Linked DNA regions of Bombyx mori: region 2 is linked to region 1. A link is a contact called in public Hi-C data. All regions are on one chromosome and are shown on one strand. Each heading gives the region's core, a stretch centred on a gene start, on an enhancer-like site or on the middle of the called end of the contact. The rest is flanking DNA. Distances are from core to core; before and after follow the strand shown.

The links. Hi-C and Micro-C count contacts between places; a contact is called where the count stands out from the background.
Region 2: a Hi-C map of whole pupa shows a contact between it and region 1, with 2.3 times the contacts expected there. The contact joins two enhancer-like sites. A contact is called at or near these places in 2 of 7 Hi-C or Micro-C datasets (both in whole pupa).

Annotation. Positions count from the first base shown.
Region 1 is chr6:2,513,410-2,517,464 of ASM3026992v2, reverse strand. LOC110385041 reads right to left here. Exons shown (of 38, transcript XM_038011527.2): 6 at 3,858-4,006; 7 at 3,497-3,702; 8 at 2,651-2,820; 9 at 1,454-1,599; 10 at 36-171. Among protein-coding and RNA genes, the nearest start is that of LOC134199027, 5.4 kb to the left of the region's middle. Within about 2 kb of position 2,709, at least 2 of the 8 cell types and tissues checked have open chromatin away from gene starts, as enhancers often do.
Region 2 is chr6:2,552,655-2,556,601 of ASM3026992v2, reverse strand. LOC110385041 reads right to left here. Exons shown (of 38, transcript XM_038011527.2): 38 at 1-2,084. The coding sequence ends at 1,853. Among protein-coding and RNA genes, the nearest start is that of LOC101737483, 7.5 kb to the left of the region's middle. Within about 2 kb of position 2,016, at least 1 of the 8 cell types and tissues checked has open chromatin away from gene starts, as enhancers often do.

The DNA of each region.
Region 1 (4,055 bases), core at 1,460-3,959:
ACACCGTTACGTTTTTGAGCACTGGCAATACTTACTCTCGTTCAACTGAGCCAAGGTGTGCAGCGCGGTCGTGTACAAGTGCGGGTGCGCGGCCAACAGTGTCGGGAGGCATTTCTGGGCTTCCTTGTCACAGGCACCTTTACATTCCTCAGTCTTACGTTGGTTTCCGATCTGAAGAATTACTGTAAACTTACTGGATATGCATCAATTAGGCCGCTGGATACTCCTGATCTACGACCTTCCTCCTACGGTCACGGATATCGCGAGGATTGGTAAATTGGATCTACAGCCAGCGACAGTATGAACCAACGTTGGCTGATAGATAGAATGCCGGGGAGAAGTTCTATTACTACATTAAGGCGAATAACATATTACCATACGATATAAGAAATCAAAATTATCTCACTGTTCTATAAATGAACCTTTTTTTTAAATATTACTGGTGGTAGGATGTCTTGTGAGTACGCACGGGTAAGTACCACCACCCTGCCTAATTTTGCCGTAAAGCAGTAATGCGTTTCGACTTGAAGGGTGGTGCAGCCGTTGTACTGTAATACCTGAGACCTTTATAGAATCCATATCTCAAAGTTGGGTGTTGGAATTTACGTTGAAGATGTCTATGGGCTCCAGTGACCACTTAACATCACAACTAAGCAGTAAAAAAAATTGTAATTTGGTAGACTATGGTGAGAAAGACACCAGTCAGACAGAGTAGCATACTTAAGTAAGGGTATGTTACTAGAGACGGGTAATGCATTAATCTGAGTGGGCGCCGCCACCCTGACTATTCCTAGCCGGACTACCATGTACAGATTTGAAGGTTATTACACTTTAACTTCGGCTTCTCGCTTCGCATACCATGAGCCCTTCTACAATAAAAAATCGAGACATCTAAGATAACGCATTACGTGTTAATCATTGCCCGATATCTTATACCTCTGTCGAGGACTTTTTGGCGGGAACGCGAGGAGTGAAGTTGTTTGATTTGTTTTATTTTGTCTATTTAGTGTTTCTTCAGGTTTAAATTTGTAATAACGGTGGATAATAAACAGTTAATAAACTGTTTTAATATCTATGAAAATGCACAAATGTGGGAAAATAAAACAAAGCCGCTGGACGTAACTTCTCGGGATCCTCCAAAATGTCCACTGAAAAAATCTCAATAAATGACCAGCATTTTACTGAGATTATATTTCATCAAATATCATCTCATCTCATTTCATTTCATCCCAGTTGATTAATGTCTCAAATTAATCATCTTCATTCATTTCACTCCATATTATCATTTTTCATAAAATTATGAATATAAATTAAAATTTAAAGACATGACCTAAAGGTCTTTATTACCGGGTCATAAAATCCTTTAAAAAAAACCTCTGTCGAATTACAACCATTGTAATTCGACAGAGGTCAGTCTCAGAATTCAAACGTCTTTCACCACTGACGCACTTACCTGAATTAAAAACTCTAGCACGAATTTTGCGAGTTGCTCGTCGTGTGCGCGGTTTATTGCCGCGTGCGCTATTATCTTGACTCGACTCTCGCATGGCAACACCGGCAACTCCATCGACAACGACTCGAGAGGTTTCGGTTTCACGGCTGAAACGAAAAACATTGTAATGAGCAAATGCATATCGACGCTTGAAAGGCAAACGTGACTAAGCGACAATAACTGCTTTATACATAAATGACAGGCAATAACCATATTCGATGCACAAAAAAAATTTTTTTCTAGGTCTATTAAAATCATTTCAATCCTACAGCTAGATTCGTTAAAATAGATTTTTTTTTCAGGTATTTCGACTTTAAATTAGTCTACTGTAAAGTTCACGCATTGTCGCTTAGTCACGTTTGCCTTTCAAGCGTCGATATGTTAAGACACAAACTCAACGAATTAGAACTTGGCATGTCTACTTTTATCTAAGTTTGTCGCTAGGGGCGCTGTTCCAACTCCATACTTGACTTAACTTTTCCCCGATCGAGAAGCACACAGATGAACATCACAATTGAGAATTCGACCTCATGTCTCAAGATGGTAGGACGAAATACGAAACTAAATAGACATATGAGCGCTATAGCTATTTTTGCCGCGAAATAATCATACGTTGTGTTTACAGGGGGAGGGGGTATTAAACATAACGGCCCTAAGGAATTTTCCACTTCGGCTCATACAAAAGTCGAAGATTTGAAGTCGTCGTGGCCTAAAGGATAAGACGTCCAGTGCATCTAGATCTAGCGATGCACCGGTGTTCAAATCCCGCAGGCGAGTATCAATTTTTCTAATGAAATACGTACTAACAAATGTTCACGATTGACTTCCACGGTGAAGGAATAACATTGTGTAATAAAAATCAAACCCGCAAAATTATAATTTACATAATTACTGATGGTAGGACCTCTTGTGAGTCCGCACGGGTAGGTACCACCACCCTGCCTATTTCTACCGCGAAGCAGTAATGCGTTTCGGTTTGAAGGGTGGGGTGGCCGCTGTAACTATACTAAGAACTCAGAACTTATATCTCAAGGTGAGTGGCGCATTTACGTTGTAGATGTCTATGGGCTCCAGTAACCACTTAACACCAGGTGGGCTGTGAGATCTACAATCAACTAAGCCAAAAAAAAAAAAAAAATTCCATGAGTCCGTGCTGACCGTGCAGAGAGACGGCGTGGCACACGCAGTAGTCCATGGCCCCGCGGCGGCCCAGCAGCGCGGCGGGCAGCGCGGGCAGCTCCGACGCGCTGGACATGCTCACCCCCTCTGCGAACACCGCCTCCAGCTCGGCATCGATTTTTTCTTTCAACTCATCCCGATATAGGTGTCTGTATACACATTACATTAAATCGTTAGAAATCGAATCGAATCGATAGAATAATCGATTCACTGGTGGTAGGGCGTGCTACAAGCTCGCACATGTAGATACCAAAACCGCGTATATAAATTCGCCATTAGAGCAATCAACAATCAAAGTCGGTGGGTTGGGGTATTCATGTTGTGATGCACCTAGTATCTATACTAATATTATAAAGAGGAAAGATTTGTTTGTTTGTTTGTTTCGAATAGGCTCCGAAACTACTGGACCGATTTGAAAAATTCTTTATCCATTAGAAGCCGACATTGTCCCTGATGAACATAGGCTACTTTTTTAATTTTTTTTTTTTTTGGTTTCATGTGTGTTTTAATGTTTCCGAAGCGAAGCGAGGGCGGGTCGCTATACGCAATAAAAAACAAATATCACAAACATTAAAGTAGACGAAATTGTGTTTTTTTATACCACTACTGTTATAGTTTATGAAGGTATTTTTTTAGTGCGTGAGGCACGCGGCAAACCGTTCTTGAAACCCTTCAAATACTTACAGAATTCTATCTACTATCCATCTTAGAGTTACCTTTTTAAAAGAACAATAATATCATATACCAGATGATTTTTTTTTTCACTACATTTGTTGAGAAACAAAAACAATGAAAATGTTCAAGATCACGAAACAATATAATAACCTAGAGCGCATGTGCAGCGAGCAGAGGGCGGTCATGGCGGCGCGGGCGAGGTGCGCCAGAGCCGCCCGCAGGCGCGTGTAGTGCACGTGCCGGGCGGCGGCGCGGCGCAGCACGTGCAGCCACGTGCGCACGCCCGCACACGCGCGCAGCACCGCTCCGCCGCCGCCGCGATCCACCCACTCCGATTCGCGGACTTGTTTTATATCCTAAACAATTACAATAATTAACCTTCATACTACTCAATTTACATTATACTTTTACTAACGAATTATAATTAATTACGAATCACTATTCACTATTTTGTATGAAAGTACTAATTAAATTATGTGATAATATTTAATTTCAATAAACAATTACTTACCGCGTGTGTAATGGCCACCAGCCTTGCAACCAGGTCTCTCAGAGGGAAGGCGTTCAGGAGTGACAACATATCCTTTTCCCGCATCTTACCCTCGCTGACCGCACCACCGGCGCCATGTTTGTCCACTTCCTCCCAAGCATCTTCGCTCTCTGATAATAAAAATAAAATAAATAACTGTTAAAAAAAAAACGCTTTTAT
Region 2 (3,947 bases), core at 767-3,266, 40 kb before region 1:
TATGACCTGGAAACTAAGACCTTTAGGTCATGCCGTATTTGAATTTATTTTCACATTTTTATGAAAAATGATAATATGAAGAATGAATGATTGATTAATATGGGACATTAATCAACTGAGATGAAATTAAATGAAATGAGATGAGATAATATGGGATGAAATATAATCTCAGTAAAATTGTGGTCATTTACTGAGATTTTTTCAGTGGACTTTTGGAAGATACCGAGAAGTTACGTTCAGTCGCTTTGTTTCATTTTCCCACATTTGTGCACTTTCACAGATATTAAACAGCTAATAAACAACCGTTACTACACATTTAAACCTGAAGAAGCACTAAATAGACAAAATAAAACAAATCACACAACAGTTCACTCCTCGCGTTCTCGCCAAAAAAGTCAGTATAGAGTTATTAGAGAAAATGAATGTGGCAAGAATGAAAAAAATAATAATATTATGTATGAAATATGGGGAGTACAATACACAATACATAAGAGACTTCAATATTTTGATTATACATACTCTTTACATTTAATATCTTCAGTTTTACGAATTAAATATTAAACTAATATGTACCTAAGTAAAAAAATATTGAGCATTTTTCGAATAGACTAGTTTTCATTTCATACATAATATGTAACATAAAACACATTTCGCTGGCGTCATAAAAAGTAAAAATAAAAAATTTCTATTATTTGGTAGAAAATGTATCGTTTTATATACCGACAACACCAATCTAGGTCGTTATTTATGCATGCCAGCATTAAATTTGTTTCGGTGCATTGGAAGTCGATTTTTTTTTATAATTACACCCAAATTTATGATTAAGTCCACTTACTTAAACACATAGTACATCACAGCAGTTCTTTATAAGTAATTTAAAGTTTAAATTTTTAATCAAACCTCAGTCCCAATATGTGCATGCTGTACCTTACATTCTGTTTTACTATCCGTTAAAAGTCCTCTAGAATTCTTACGCTTTTAAAAGAGCTAAAACTTTACATACAAAACTATTCTTAATGTCATATAAACGTTATAGAGTTCTTAGCCTTCTTATACTAAGTAGATGAGAGATAATATTTACAAAATTATGATCCAAAGACGTATTGTTTTTTTTATTTATATATTTGTTTTTTTTTAACTATTTAAACATATTCAGATAATTTTTTTTATATCTATTTAATCAACTTAACTTGATCCAAATTGATCTACGCTGATTTCAATACGCTACATTTTACAACAAACGGTATGTATTTCAATATCGCATCTCACACATCTCAAATTGGTAGTTGATTCTAAATCCTGATGCGCGATATTACATTACAAAGAAACCTGATCAAAGTGTGATTGTCTCAGAACGTAGTTAAACCTATAGGAAGAGCACACGTTTGTTTTATGGTCATGGGGCCTTCCACATATGCCGTCGTGCCTGATCGAAATGGCTGGTTAGGGATTGGATGCAAAGGCAAGAGACCGAAGAGAATGAGGTATAATATTCAAAGAAACCTACACTCAGCATTGCGTAGACATGGTGCTATATCGCAACCCCTCCCCTCCCGGAGTGAAAGTTTCAATCAACAAGTTCACATCGAACAAAAAACACAAATATTTTTACGTACTATTAGAAAGACTATTTTTATTAACTAATCAGGTTTTTTTTTTTCAAGAATACATTCTCGAGATTTTTTGCGAAAAGTAAGACATACATTAAGCTTGTTGTGTGTGTTGGCGTGACTCTACAGGGGACCACCAGAGTCGACCTTAAGATTGAAATTCCAAAGGCATCACAAATGCTGCTCCTCTGCGGAGACCCGATGGATCCTCCGGAGAATCAGCCGGTTATCTCTGGTCCACATCAGACCGACACATTTGTCACCATGTCCAGTTCTATATCAAAAAACTTCTCGTATTTGGGATACAATCTGACCGCGAGTTTGGGCAGCTGGTCGGGGGTGGGAGGAGCGGTCCCTCCATCGTCCTCGTCCGGCTTCGAACCGAACACCTCGGCACTGGTGGCCTTGTACGCGCGAGTCGCTGACGCCGACGGCGCCAGCAGGCACACGCCGAGCCGACTCAGCAGTCGATGTCTAGAACATTGTTACTTAATTAATATTGAGTGCAATGGAAGAGAATCTGACTTAAGCCCTTAAGATTGGTGCTAGGAAAAGGTCGACGGACCCTCGCTGTCTGTCTGATACATTTGCACGACCATACCACTGAACGCAATTCAATTAAATTAATTATAGTAAGAATAGACGTATACTTCAGAATCCTTCGTTATAGAGCAAGAGCCCGCGACAGCCAGACCTTCGTTATAAAAGCTGAAAGTTTCTCTGTGTATGTCTCCAACACAGGTAAGAACGACCCGCGATTATAGAGTTTCGATTGTGGTTACTTGGGCAGGTAACAGGCAGTAAAGGTATATAAAATAGTACCTTAAATTCGTTAAAGTATAAAGGTTTTTTTTTTTAAATATTTACTCCAGAATATCTTTAGAAATCACGATATCCGTTGCCGGACACTTTTTCCAGTTGTTACCCCCTGCCAGACACCCCTAAACTTTAATAAATTTTAATTATACTTTCGTTATACTTTAAAAGCTAAATTTTATATATGTTACTTAGGGACTTATAAAAATATGTTACCCCAATAGCCGGACAGTTTTAATGGTTCTTACATCTTGCCAGACACATTGAGAGCCCGCTGTAGGTGCGAGCGCGAGGTAGCAACTGTTCAAGCGGGTGTGAGCGAGATAGAGTGCTTTTTTTTTTTTTTTTTTTTTTTTTTTTTTATTGCCTTTGTAGGCAGACGGGCATACGGCCCACCTGATGGTGAGTGGTTACCGTCGCCCATGGACTTCAGCAATGCCAGGGGCAGAGCCAAGCCGCTGCCTACCGCTTAATACTCTCCACAAGCCTCGTTTGAAGAAGGACATGTCATAGCGCTCGGGAAACACCGTGGAGGGGAGCTCATTCCATAGCCGGATGGTACGTGGCAAAAAAGATCTCTGGAAACGCACTGTGGATGACCGCAGTGGCTCCAGGTAGTATGGATGAACTCTACTCCGGTGGCGGGCGGTGCGATGGTAAAAACGAGATGCTGGTATCATCTCGAACAATTCCTCAGAGCACTCCCCATGGAACATACGGTACAAAATACAGAGGGAACCGAAGTCCCTCCGCAGACCCAGAGGCTCCAAACGATCCGAGAGAATGGGATTATCGACAATCCGAACGGCCCTCCTCTGTATGGAGTCAAATGGAAGAAGCTGGTATTTGGGAGCCCCAGCCCAGAGATGGGAGCAGTACTCCATGCGAGGCCGGACTTGTGCTTTATAAAGCAAAAGTCTTTGTCCAGGCGTGAAGTACCGCTTCGCTCTGTTGAGGACTCCCAGCATTTTGGACGCCAACTTGGCTTTGCCTTCCAAATGACTCCGAAACTGGACATCGCTCGAAATGTCGACCCCAAGTATCCCGATACTCTCGGAAGGTTGCAGGGATACTCCTTGGAATTGCGGCGCCATGACAAAGGGGTCCTTCTTCGCAGTGAACGCGCAAACTTGTGTCTTTATCGGGTTGAATTGAACCAAGTTCAATTCACCCCATTCGGAGACTCGCCCCAGAGAGTTCTCCACTTCAGACACAAGTTTTGATCGTCTCTCTTGCACCACGCTCCGAGAGAGACTCTGATGGCCGATATATCGCGCATCCCCCGTGCTGTCATCTGCATAGCAATGCATGCCATCAATAGACAGCATGTCATTGATATACAGGATGAAAAGCGTGGGGGAGAGCACCGAACCTTGTGGAACGCCAGCGTTAATGGTCATGGTATCAGAACAGTCACCGTCTACAACGACCGTGATGCTCCGCCCATCCAAAAAGCTAGCGATCCACTTGCAGAGACCCTCGGGGATTCCGTAAGATGGTAACTTCGATAGAAGTGCCCTA